Regions from separate parts of the Danio rerio genome. Here region 1 is linked to region 2. The links are chromatin contacts, called in public Micro-C maps. All regions are on one chromosome and are shown on one strand. The core of a region is the stretch at or near the end of the contact, and the rest is flanking DNA. Distances in the headings are between cores, read along the strand shown. Region 1 holds the start of si:dkey-25o16.4. Region 2 holds the start of g3bp2a (G3BP stress granule assembly factor 2a).

Region 1 (2,842 bases), core at 53-2,552, 220 kb before region 2:
TGATGAGACGGTAAAAGAACAAATTCAATAGGACACGACTTGAATCTGAACAAGAATTAGACGGCCTTGGGAGGTTTTTAAAATAAGAATAGGGACTTTTTTTGTTTTTGTTTTTACACACACACACACACACACAAAAAACATTATGATCTCAACAAGGATATTTAAATGTTTAAGTTAAATTGGGAAGTAATTTGATCACTCATAGCTGTAACTGTAATACTAATCATAACATAACTGTAAATTGTAAATCCTAAATAAATCTGTAAATTTACATACTTTTTTTCAAATGGTTTCTCTTTTTTCTAATTTATTACTTTTAATTATTAAAGAATTAGTTTCAATTTTTATTTAAAAATATTAAATGAGCGATGTGAAAGCAGTTAAGAAATCTCTCCAAACCTTCATGTTTGAGTCCTTCACATGCGTCGATGCATGTTTAACCATAAGAGTTGGAGTGTCCTGCATATTTAACAGTTCATTCTGTACATCTCTGAGCGGGACTCTGTCTGGTTTGGTCTAAAACACAGAACACACAGGTTTATCATTAGAGCTCATGGTGATGGTTGGAAAAAAACATTTATGTTTATGGTTATGGTATGGACTACTCACATTTGACAAGCCATTGACAGATGACATGTTTTGAGAGTAATATCTGCAATAACACAAAAGAGTGATGGAAGTGATTATTTTATATATAGTGGATTTTCAGGGGGTTGATTAAAGTTTGATAAATATGTAAATCAACCCATACCATTAAAAAAAATCATAAAATACTATTTTTTTTATAAAAAGCTAGATTCTTCTGCACAAAGGAAGAAAAATGTAGCCTACATTTACAACTACATTAATGTGAAGTTAAATAATTGCATATAACACCCATTTTCCCCACAAACTATCAAGAGATGGTTCACATTTTTACAGCATTACATGACCGTCACTGTTTGCATCCCTTCAAGAAATGTCAACTTTGGCGCCTATTTACACCAATTTTAGACATCACATGTGCTTATCAAATAAGTTACTTATCAAAATAAGCATGCAACTTTAGGTAATTTGTCATGGTCTGAAACACGGGTTTTACGTCCAGATTTACAGTTATCAGACAAGCGGCACTAACTAACGTTATCGTAAAATATTTTAGTAACACGATTATATAAAAATTAGTTCCTCCTTTACTTCTTACCTTATAAGCGATTTATGAACGTTACTGTTTATTTTAATCCTGACTTGACTGATATTGTAAAAACAAGCGTTATCGTCTAAACCGCCACCTTCACGTTCAAAATAAAACGCACAATCAGCTCATTGGTCAAAACCTCTGCGTAACATACGGAAGCCCATTTCTTCTTTGGTTTATTGTTGATTCTCATTCATGTGCATATTGCCACCTGTCGGCCTATTTATGAAAAAAAAAATCTACCGACAAACATATGCATACCAAAAACCATCTGCACCGATCAACATTTAGAAAAATAGAACATTTAGAAAAGATACAGTAAGGTTTCATTTAGAAAATACATTTAGAAAAAGATACAGTAAAATAAACTAGACGGCTTGCTTTGAGTAAATATATTTATTTTAGCTATAGCTTGTTGATCGCAAAGTAAACAGAAGATGGCGGTATATGACAACAGTAGCTGTTTAATGTTGTGAAAGTGTTTAGTCGTCCAGCACATTTTTTCCAACAGCAAAACACGTGTTCTCACTGAAGCGAAAGCAGAGCAGCTGATGGAATAAACAATTCAGTTTGTTCTTGGATATATTACTAAAGCGATAGACTATAATTTGTACAAAGGAATCCCTAAAAATGTCGTCACCAGTGTGTAGTTGTGCTGAACATGTCACAAAACTGACACAGCAAGCGTCAATAATGAGAAGAGAGATTAAAAATCTCAGGTAGGTTCTAAAATCTTTCACGTAATTGATGGGGTTATGAGTAGTTTAATTGTTTGTTGGACAAACAGACAGCAGATGGATGGATCCATACGAGCACATAGGAAGCAGATGTCAACTCTTCAGTCCATATTGACAGACTACCGGAAACACGATGACAGATCTCAACCAAAGAACAAAAGCCCATCTCAGAACCCCAGTGGAATGAATCAGTTATTAGAGCAAGGTAGCGTTAAAAGAAATGCCTTCACTTTTGATGCATGCAGCAGTGACTCCAAATGAATTCTATGTAGGCTAAATGTACACTGAACCTGTTGTGAGTTGCAGAACTTTTTACTCTTTATGCTCCAATTATACTCTAAAATTATATTTGAATGGCTGTCAATGGCAAAGGACTCTCTTTTCACATTCAGATATTGTTATCATGTTAATTGTTCAAAAACGAAAATTTACTCCCCTTCAAGTGGTTCCAAACAGGGCTGCATATACTGGTAAAAAATCGAATATTCCTATATTTTATTTTCTTGCGATAAACATTGCAATGTAAATACCGTGTCACAATATAATTTGAATAGCACTATTTGTTGGTTTTCTGGAGAGTAGCATTTTTCATGTACAGAAATTGAATAATCACAATGCAAAAAATGCATTTCTTGTATTGTCTTATTTATCTGTCCAAATATCTAAACAAAATGCTTTGATCAAGTAAAAATATTGTTTTGTTTTCAACTTCAGATGAAATAAGGAAGAGTTTTTCCCTTAAAGCATGCTAAGTTAAATACTTTTGTTTTCACTTTGAAATGTCAAGATTTAGACTAGAAACAAGACAAAAATTCTACAAAAGAAAAACTTTTTTTTGCATGATTTATATAAATTCTAAATAAATACGATGATTAATACAATTCTGTAGCTCCTGGTCAACTGTAATACAGACTTAACATTGCAT
Region 2 (2,830 bases), core at 194-2,693:
CCTATAGCAAAGTGAGAGTTCAAATCTCTTTTTTAATTGAGACTTTATGGGTGTATTTGAAAAACAAAACAAAACAAAAGGCCTTACTTGCTTTCTCTTACTAATCTGACAGAGCTTCAATAGTTCTGCAAAGAAATTCCAGTGGCCAGATGTGCAAATCTCCATTCATACTCACAAATTCAAGTTTGTGCTTTAACAAATTAAATACTAAATGTTGGATGAATTAATTAAAATATGTAATAATAATGGTATATTGTAATCCTACACACCTCTGGGGCCAGCACAAATGTCTGTAGGAATTTCCTCATGGGTTGTCCATTATTGGAAAGCTCTCCCATCACCTGAACAACCACACCATCACTCAGCGTGGCATGGGCATCCACATGCCGGATTTTAGTGTGGCATTCGCTGAACTGCAAGGACATAACCTTTTTGTGTATCTCCTGTAGATGGGAAAAACAAATGAGTAGACGTACAATTCAGCTTACCTGAACACACAACAATCTTTTAAACTTACTGCTTGCCCATAGACTGCTTCTGAAAGTTTCCCATTCGAATCCAGTCCGCCATGGACGTAAGATGAGTTTCGTCCATAAAATCTGCATCACAAAAATGTTTTGAATAACTTGTATTTTAATATGATAAAGCCATGTGAGGAGACATTATGAAATTATGATTTTGTAAGGCATACCTGTGCAGAAAGTCCGGTGCTTTATTTAGCAGTGTGTAATACTGTCTCACAAACTCCCGCCCTACCAGCAGGGGACTGGGCTTCTCCATCACCATTTCCTTCCTAAAAAAATATTTTTTTCTGAAAGAAAAAATATTGTTACTGACAACCACTGTAACAACAACAATATATAAACAAACATAAACTACTGACAAAAATAAAACAATTAAGAAATAAAAAAAAACAGGTCACTTTCACTTTTGCATTTTCATTTATGTATTTAAATGGAATCAATACTCCAAAAAAAAAGGCTTTAAATGCATCCCGTGTCATTTATTATAATCATGCCTACATGAGGGCTGTATTCAATGCAATTAGATAACAAAGAAACTGAGCATTTTAACTTTACAATCTGAAATCTGTCAATAGCGTCACAATCAACCTTTATTACCCGCATTCACACAAATTTATTTATGACTGATCAGAATGAATCCAGTTAGACTAAATAGAAGTGAAGCATGTCGAAATCAACAAAATGCTTAGAAGACCTATAGATGTGTGGCACTTACCTTTTTTCTGGGATGTATTTGATTGGTCTAAGTGACTGAATAATTCTGAAAAATTATTCGATTCGTCTGATATATTTAGAACAGCTGTTTTAGTGACAGCGCCAGCTACTTGAAACCACAGAGAGATAGAAATAGCATCTATGCGGTGTTATTATTGTAAATGCTGCTGTTTGGATTCTTATTGTCTAACCCCTGCGATCTGGGACAAGAACCCCCGTCACACCAGAACAGCCAATCAGCTTCTTACACTCGACAACACAATTATGACGCTCCTACAACGCATTCTTTTGACCCCTGTCAACAACGCCATAACGGGCAAGATATGCCGTTAAATTCGCACAATAAATGGTCTTGGATGGTTATAGAACAATAAGGTTTTGAGAGTTTGTTACGAGACGTTATTTACCTATTTGGTCAAGGATATTTCAATTTTACGCACTACGTAGCATTTCCTTGTGTTACATTTATTAGTGTCCGGCTGATATGATTTTTAAGCTGGTTGATAAGCTCGCATTCCTGATGATTTTAATATATTAATACATAGTGATATTTTTAAAATAATTTGCAGGCTGAAATTTCATGTCGAGGTGCTGTTGGTGAAAATGACGGCGGAAACGAAGCGCTTATGTCGGTATGATTTAGTAGAAACACAAAAGCGTCATTAGAAAGAAATAAAAGAACAGTCGGCAAACATCATTATGATCACCAGTTATCCAGTAGGGGGCACTTGGTGGCTCAGAATGCAAAGCGCTATCAAGCCATCAAAATCCTGCAGAGAAATTTAAGAAATTTACAAATGTTAGTAAATAGAAAACATGTGTCTAAGGCAAGTCCATTAATTTCTAATAATTTGGTACATAATTCTCACCAACAGGTTATTTTTAATCTAACAATAAGAACTGACAAGCAGTAAGAAAAACAACAACTATCACGTGACAAAACCGTTGGCGTGTTGCTTCATCTTTTATGTGAGCAATAGTTTAAATAGGACACTTTTTAAAATAAATATTGTTTTTACAAACAATTTTTAAAACATGCCAAAGAGAGATAAATTAAAATGTAAATTAGCACAAAAACAGAAAACAGATTCATCCGACCAATTAGAGACAACCTCATGGCCACTAAGCCACGCCCTATTGAGGTCCCCATACTTTTCAAGCGCTTTCTTTCTACTTGCTCTATTTTAATTCGATACTATAGTCGGATCATTTCAAGCATTGCTAAGTTAGTTAATTTCTGCTAAGGATAATATCTTGTTTTTTTTTTACGGTTTATAAAAACGTTCCTTAAACAAAAGCTTGAGCACAATCCGGTGTCAGTAAGTTCATGTTGCTTTTGTTAGCTCAGAAAGACTAGATATTGTAGAGTCTGAAATGAAGCTTTTCTAGTGTTATCCGAGAATATAACATCGTAAACTCCATAAGTAGAGGGCCGGGTCATTTTCTTATGTTAAATTAGATAATAATCGCTAAACAATGGCTGGGACAGTAAGTCTAGAGTTAGACCCTATCTTTCTGAAGGGACTGGGGTATCTTCACTCCAAGAGCAAAGACTCGGCAGAGAAACTCAAGGCCCTGCTAGATGAGTCTTT

The links. Hi-C and Micro-C count contacts between places; a contact is called where the count stands out from the background.
Region 1: a contact with region 2 is called in a Micro-C map of caudal fin, with 7 times the contacts expected there. The contact joins the promoter of si:dkey-25o16.4 here to the promoter of g3bp2a in region 2. A contact is called at or near these places in 4 of 18 Hi-C or Micro-C datasets (caudal fin, embryo, hematopoietic stem cells and 1 more) and 2 of 4 datasets of contacts at active chromatin or transcription factors (embryo and gastrula embryo).

Annotation. Positions count from the first base shown.
Region 1 is chr1:28,313,295-28,316,136 of GRCz12tu, reverse strand. si:dkey-25o16.4 reads right to left here and starts at 1,302. Exons shown (of 26, transcript XM_690920.9): 1 at 1,187-1,302; 2 at 613-655; 3 at 403-519. The coding sequence starts at 639. It overlaps trmo (tRNA methyltransferase O), which reads left to right and starts at 1,673. Exons shown (of 7, transcript NM_001327757.1): 1 at 1,673-1,899; 2 at 1,968-2,122. The coding sequence starts at 1,811.
Region 2 is chr1:28,090,955-28,093,784 of GRCz12tu, reverse strand. g3bp2a (G3BP stress granule assembly factor 2a) reads right to left here and starts at 1,443. Exons shown (of 13, transcript NM_001080563.1): 1 at 1,236-1,443; 2 at 692-811; 3 at 518-599; 4 at 270-443. The coding sequence starts at 786. ints12 (integrator complex subunit 12) reads left to right here and starts at 2,420. Exons shown (of 6, transcript NM_001002161.3): 1 at 2,420-2,830. The coding sequence starts at 2,715.